2 separate regions of the Mus musculus genome follow, and region 2 is linked to region 1. A link is a contact called in public HiChIP or PLAC-seq data. All regions are on one chromosome and are shown on one strand. The core of a region is the stretch at or near the end of the contact, and the rest is flanking DNA. Distances in the headings are between cores, read along the strand shown. Region 1 has its middle 140 kb from the start of Gm25833. Region 2 has its middle 390 kb from the start of Gm25833.

Region 1 (4,059 bases), core at 581-3,080:
ATGTGGAAATCCTTCCCTGGCATTCTCCTACATTAGGGCCTTGAACCCCAACAGGACCAAGGGCTGCTCCTTCCACTGATATACAACAAGGCCATCCACTGCCACCCACACAATAGGAGCCATGAATCCCTTCATGTGTACTCTTTGGTTCGTGGTCCAGTCGCTGGGAACTACAGGTGTCTGGTTGGTTGACACTGTTGTTACCCTCCATGGGACTGCAATCCTCCTGAGCTACTCTGTCCCTTCTCCAACTCATCCACTTAGGACCCCACACTCAGTCCAATGGTTGGTTGCAAGTATCTGCCTCTGTATTTGTCAGACCCTGGCAGAGGATGCTGGGAAGTGCTTGCTGTAAATTTTTTCTAGTTCTTCAATTTTATTTCGATAATCAATACTTTTGTTTTTGCATGAATATTTTACTTTTTATTACTATAGCTCTGTGGTACAAGATAATGTTATTTCCAGAAGTAAGTTTATAATCAGAGATCATTTTAGGCATCCTGGGGTGTGTGTGTGTGTGTGTGTGTGTGTGTGTGTGTGTGTGTGTGTTTCTATACGAAGTTAAAGATAGGGTTTTTTTTTAAAGATTTGTAAAGAGTTGTATTGAAATTTGATAAAGAAGTCATGGAATCTACAGATTGATATTAGTAGGATCTCCATTTTAAATATATTAGTCCTACTGATCCAAGAGGATAGGGGATCATTCTATCTTTGGAAATCATTAAGAATTTCTTTCTTTAAAGTATAAAAGATTTTTAATTTTACATTATATTTCTTTTACTTCCTTGGTTAAAGTTACCCCAAGATATTTTATATTATTTGAGGCTATTCTAAACACTGTTGTTTCCTTTATTTCTTTCTCAGTCATTTGTGTATAGGGGTAAAACTGTTGTAATAAAATTTTGTAGCCAGATACTTTGCTGAAAGTTTTTATTTACTCTCTTTTCCAGTGGAGATATATATATATATATATATATATATATATATATATATATATATATATATACTTAGTAAAGATACTTAGACTTCTGTCCAATTTGTATATTTGTTCTTCTTAAGTTCTCTTATTGCTCTCTAAAACATTTCAAGTACTGTATTAAATAGACTTGGAGATAGAATACAATCTTGTCCTGTTCCTGATTTTAGTTGAATTCCTTTGAGTTTCTCCTGATGTTGGCTCTAAGCTTGTTGAAATCTATCTTTATTGGGTTGACATATGTCCGTTGTGTTCGTAATATCACTAGGACTTGTATCATGAAAGATTGTTGGAATTTTGCGAAAGATCTTACTTAGTACATTTACTGAGATGTTTATGTAAGCTTTTTTTCTTTTAGTTTTTAATATGGTAAATTATACTTATCAAATTATATATACCAAAACATCCCTATTATGTTACCTTACATTCATCAAAATAATAATTATTTATAAAAAGTCTCATGTTATGAAGCAATCTGTTATAGAAATGCCTTCAACAATCATATAAACAAAATTGTCAGGGAATTGTTTGAGGAAATCATTCTCTTATGCACCAATGTAACAGTAGTCTCTTTTCATTTACATAAATCGTGTAAACATTGGCAAAATGGTTAGAATTAAAAAACAAAACTTGAGTGATAGTATATAAGACAGAAGAAACTTGTCCCGAGCTATTGTTCTCGCTAGCAAGAACGCACAAGGGACACAAGGATCCTTCTGCAGCCAAACTTTATTGCATATTGATGAGGAAGACAAAGAAGCCTCAGAAAGGCGCTGCTTAAATACCCCCTGGTGTGGCGTGTCCATGCCTGACTGGTTGCTTACCCACGATCTCATAGGCCCTGGGGGTGGGCTTGTGACTTTGGCCCGCATTACTCCTGCACATGTGCACAGTTTGTCTCCAAAGGCCGAGCTGGCACAGCGGAATCTGGCGCCATCTTGTGACGGCAAATGTTATTGCGGCTCTCCACAGAAACTGTCCCCTTTCCCTTTCTGAAGGAAAGTTTGGCAGTACATGAAGAAAAATTACTTGACAAATTCCAAGATTGATAGCCTAGAGGATTTGCTAATTAAAATAAAATTAATATAACGATGAGAACACCATAGCAAGGGATCAAGGATCCCTTGAAAACTAAAGAAGTATGCACCAAAAGACGTGCTATTATTTTCAATTTTATATACATTGTTAGTGGGCCAAAATATGTTAAGAGGATTTTCAGGGGCAGATATAGCTATCTCCTATGAGGCTATGCCAGAGCCTGGCAAATACAGAAGTGGATGCTCACAGTCAGCTATTGGATGGAACACAGGGCCCCCAATGGAGGAGCTAGAGAAAATACCCAAGGAGCTAAAGGGGTATGCAACCCTATAGGTGGAACAACAATGTGAACTAACCAGTACCCCCCAGAGCTCGTGTCTCTAGCTGCATATGTAGCAGAAGATGGCCTACTCAGCCATCATTGGGAAGAGAGGCCCCTAGGTCTTGCAAACTTTATATGCCCCAGTACAGGGGAACACAAGGGTCAAGAAGTGGGAGTGGGTGGGTAGGGGAACAGGGCTGGGGGGCGATATAGGGACCTTTCAGGATAACATTTGAAATATAAATAAATAATATATCTAATAAAATAACATAAAAACGAACCAGAGAGAGAGAGAGAGAGAGAGAGAGAGAGAGAGAGAGAGAGAGAGAGAGTTTCTGAAGTGTGACATTATTAATGACCAGGAGTAATTAACCCTAGAAGGAAAAAGGAGAAAGCACTGGAAATTGTAGAAAAGATTTAGAAATAGCTAGAAAGATGACTGTGCTGTTAAGACCTTTATCTACTCATGCTGAGAACTTATGTTTAATTCCCAGAACTCACCTGAGTAGATTATAACCATCTATAATTCTACTTCTAGGGCATCTGTGTATTATTCAGACCTCTTTGGATACCACTTATACACGTTATTACATATCCATGCAGGTAAATATACTTGTCTTTAAAATGAATTAACTGTGTCTTTTCAAAGAAAGAAAGCTGAATAACAAGATTCTGAAAGAATATAGATTACTGTGGGGGCCTCCCAGCCTGGAATGGGTTGAACCAGACACATGGAAAGACATAGGTGTAACTTCAAAAACTTATGGTTTTTAAATGCCAGATATTGTAGCTCTCTAACAACATTAAATGCTTTTTGATAACTTTTAAAAAGTCCTAAAAACTTTCTTGCTCATTTTGAGGGTTAAAATCTACTGGCATAGGCAATTAAAACCTGAAGCCTAGTGGCAGGGTATTGTGGAATGAATTATATTTAAATGAGGCATGGTAGGCTAGTTAAGTTTATGATATTTTTTTACTTTCTTTTCTGAGTCAGATTTCTCCTCTGAGTTTTCCCTCTGATTCATCACTATCCATATATATATATATTACTAATAATATCAGGAATTTTTCCTAAAATGTGATATCATCAGCCTTGCTGAGAGGAGCAAATACATCAATAACTTTACAATCCATGGTAGAACAATCTCAGGAAGATCATCTGCTAGTTTTTAGCTTCTCCTCGATGGCTCCTGGCAGATTACAAAATGGGAAACAGCCAGTGATTTAAGGGAGAGCTCAACTGATAAATATCCAGTGATGTGTGTGTCACAAGCTAAAACAGACTGCCCAGCAAAGAACAGACTGGCACTCCTAACCACAGAGAAAGCCTACAGTTCTCATAATCCTTAATAGCATCAATGGCATTTAATGTTTCATTGAATCTTCCTGCAGTGCATGGTAAGCTGCCATTTGATAAATTGAGGAATTTCTCTCTCTCTCTCTCTCTCTCTCTCTCTCTCTCTCTCTCTCTCTCTCTCTCTCTCTCTGTGTGTGTGTGTGTGTGTGTGTGTGTTGTGTGTGTGTCTCTATCTCTGTCTCTCTCTTTTCTATCACATATACACACTCTATATAGTGTGTATATGTGTATGTATATATGGTATTTGTGTATATATATATGTATGTATATACATGCATGTATATGTATCAACACATAATCATGTATATATGTGTGTATATATTATCACTTGTTCCATATACTTACACACATATTATCATATATCAT
Region 2 (3,637 bases), core at 1,018-3,517, 260 kb before region 1:
GTGTGGACACTTTGCCCCTTCTTAGAATTGGAAACAATCACCTATGGAAGGAGTTACAGAGACAAAGTTTGGAGCTGAGACAAAAGGATGGACCATCTAGAGACTGCCATATCCAGGGATCCATTCCATAATTAGCCTCCAAACGATGGCACCATTGCATACGCTAGCAAGCATTTGTTGCAAAGATCGTGATATAGCTGTCTCTTGTGAGACTAGGCCGGGGCCTAGCAAACACAGAAGTGGATGCTCACAGTCAACTGTTGGATGAATCACAGGGCCCCCAATGGAGGAGCTAGAGAAAGTATCCAAGGAGCTAAAGAGATCTGCAACCCTGTAGGTGGAACATTATGAACTAACCAGTACCCTGGAGCTCTTGACTCTAGCTGCTTATGTATCAAAAGATGGCCTAGTCGACCATCACTGGAAAGAGAGGCCCATTGGAGAGGCAAACTTTATATGCCCCAGTACAGGGGAACACCAGGGCCAAAAAATGGGAATGGGTGGGTAGGGGAGTGGGGGGGTGTGGGGGACTTTTGGAATAGCATTGGAAATGTAATTGAGGAAAATAAGTAATAATAAAAAAAAGAAGATCATACAAGTCAAGAGGAGGATATCTGTTAAGTAACTGGTAGGAAGCTTTACAATGACAAGATCATTACACTCTGATTGGAAAGAGACTGAAGGGTCTGGTACATATCACATGGGAAGTTTGAAATACTCATCTGGGTATAAAATTCAGTTTAGGCCAATTAACCCAGTTCAGAACCAATGGGAAGAATAAACGGAAAATATGTTGATGCCTCAGTGCTATTACCATGTTTGTTTGCAGTGATATAGTAAAAAGTCATTGCTGTAAAACATATAGTAAAGCCTGAATTGTATGTCCACCAGTTCCTCAACATGTTCTCAGATGATGCCATGTGATATATTAAGTTTGCATTATTTAGTTTAAGAGACTACAAATTCTTTAAAAAGATAATGATTTATCCATTTCAAAAGCATATTCTAAGAGGGCCCTAATATCTAAAGAGGCACAGACTATCATTGTTATGACTTCTGGTTTCTCCCTAAATGATTATGTGTTGGATAGAAGTTCTCTTCTATGATTGTATTAGGAATTGGTTGAATCCTTGAAGAGAAAATCATACTAGAATATGGATATGACATTGATATTATTTTATTTATATTACTGGGATTTCTGTAATCCTACTTATAAGAAGAACAGAATTAATGCTTTCTCAGCATATCTTTTGGACCTATATCTGTGTATAAATTTCTCTTTTGGTTGTAGAGTAATGACTGATGTTATGCACATTAGTAACAGAAGAGATTTACTTAGCTCACAAAGTTAGAAGCTGAGTATATAAAATTTTGTTGTCTTATATTTCAGCATCTTTTTCAATTTTTTTAAATTGCAGTACTGTGGATAATACCATGCCGGGCACTTAGAAAAAGAGATCACATCCCATCCAGAGAGAGAAAAAAAGTGATACCTATAATATATTCTTTGGGGCCCAATAAAGTACCATGAAGGACAAAGTTTTACAATGCAATGACGAGTTTAGGGTTATAAAATGTCAGTACAAATACTCATTTACTTGTGAATACTGTTCACCAGACATTTCATTCGTTGTAGACCAAAATTACATATTGTAAAAATTAAAAGGAGGGAGTGAGATTAAGGAAAAACAGATTTAAAAATGAAACTCAATGGAATATTTAGCTAAAAGGAAAAAGTATGGTGGAAGTTATGCTTTAGGATGTGGAACATTGGCAGCATATACCAGTTTGTAACTGGCTCTGAATGATCTTTGATGCAAAAACTATTTGGATATACAACATTTTTTTAAAAGAAAAGCTTTGCGTTATATATGATCTCCTCCAGTCTGCACTCTGCAACTTACAATACTTAATAAAAGCTACATTTGTGTTCAAGTGTGACTATGACAAACAAAATTATTCCTTTTACTCTTCTTCATTTATCCAAAGGATGGATAAAGTCTCAGGGTTTCTGTTTGTGACTTTTATTCTTCAGACTTCCTTAAACACGATTCTCATTATTGTGATCTTGTGTCTCTAAGTTTTTTTCACTACAATGATCCTAGAATTCATTCATTTCCAATTATAAACTATTTTGTCATGTGCACCACAGAAAGTGCAATTTATCACATCTAATGATATAGTTAAGAAGAATAGAAACAGACGTTGTCTTCTTAATAACCACATACTTTCAGTTCTAACATAGTGTGTTTTGCATAGTGGCCCTTAGGGTACACTGTATTCTTACAGTTAATACTGTTGCAATCCCAGAGGGCCAATAGATTCCTTCAGTAGAATAGACCTCTTCAAACAACAAAATCTCTTTATTTCAAATTTGTGTTCTTTGTTCCTCTTTACCTCACAGGAGACTAAAAAAAGGGGAAAAGGACTTCTTGTGGTTCCCTCTCGTAGAAGATGCCTGAAGTATAACAGAAAATTCTATCCTATCAATGTCCTGAGAAGTTCTTTATCCAGGGAAAACCAATTCTTCTCCTATAATTCCTTTCCTTTAAATATATATTTCACACACACACACACACACACACACACACACACACACACACACACACACACACAAACACACACAAACACACACAAACAATGTGCACACACAGAAGTAGACAAAATCCATGCACACACACACACACACATACACTCACACCATATAAGTTACATAGCATATTTCTGATATTATAGATATGAAAATAAGCAAAGCTTTAATCTAGTGTTCTGTTACCTTGACTGTCGATAGTGGGTACAAAACACAACAATCAAAAGAAAAGATTCATCACATTTATTAAGCAAAGGTTCTTATTCAGAACATGTACCAAGACATATTAGAAAATCTCAGTTTTTAGTGATACTCTTGGCTTCATTTGTGTTGCTGTGAGATTTGTCTCAAACCCTAGCTAGAGAAGCTGTACCTCATTGCAAATCAACATGTATAGATGTACATGATAGACCAACCCCCCTACCCAAAAATAAACAAAAATAACAAAAAAAAAACAATAGAAGAATCATTCACATGGTATGGTAACTTGCTACAAAACCAGAAGAATGTCTGAAAAGAGATAGGATTGAGACAACACAATTGTGTAACTTCCCATGAGTCTGGTTTGATTTGTATCTCAGGTTATTTGATCCTGTTAGTACTTTTACTGTTTCAGTATTAGGTAGCATTCTAGGTCAATATTTGTATGACTTCTGTTATGAGCTCACAACTCTATAGAATAGAAGACTAGTAGGAAGAATCTGAGGCATTTCTCCAAATTTAGGACTATACTGCATCATTGCTATGTAAATAACAAGGATAAACTCATTATTCATCCAGACAGAGTTATTAAGACTGAAGTGAATGATGATTAGAGATTAAAGAGAACTAGCAGTTCATGCAGAAGAACTAAGGGTGGCCCTCAGCATTCACACTTGGTGACACTCAAGGTACTGCAATGCCTGCAGTTCAGGAGATTCTACACTTTTGTCTAGACACTGGAATATACACATGGCATACAGACATATACATATGTAAATACAAAACCAAAGTTCAAAATAAGTTTTCTCTTGCTAGTTTATGATTATTATTCTCAATAAAATTTGG

Evidence for each region. HiChIP or PLAC-seq counts read pairs in DNA pulled down with a chosen protein or histone mark.
Region 2: an SMC1A HiChIP or PLAC-seq map of large pre-B cells shows a contact between it and region 1, with 5 times the contacts expected there. The contact joins two enhancer-like sites. A contact is called at or near these places in 5 of 15 datasets of contacts at CTCF or cohesin (embryonic stem cells, large pre-B cells, pro-B cells and 1 more), 31 of 484 Hi-C or Micro-C datasets (the 63-12 cell line, B cells, differentiating embryonic stem cells and 8 more) and 3 of 115 datasets of contacts at active chromatin or transcription factors (embryonic stem cells and large pre-B cells).

Annotation. Positions count from the first base shown.
Region 1 is chr6:68,666,457-68,670,515 of GRCm38.p6, reverse strand. It overlaps Igk. Among named protein-coding and RNA genes, the nearest start is that of Gm25833, 140 kb to the right of the region's middle. Within about 2 kb of position 1,830, at least 3 of the 459 cell types and tissues checked have an H3K27ac peak or open chromatin away from gene starts, as enhancers often do. A contact at or near this core is called in pro-B cells, where this site is marked.
Region 2 is chr6:68,925,266-68,928,902 of GRCm38.p6, reverse strand. It overlaps Igk. Among named protein-coding and RNA genes, the nearest start is that of Gm25833, 390 kb to the right of the region's middle. Within about 2 kb of position 2,267, at least 9 of the 459 cell types and tissues checked have an H3K27ac peak or open chromatin away from gene starts, as enhancers often do. A contact at or near this core is called in pro-B cells, where this site is marked.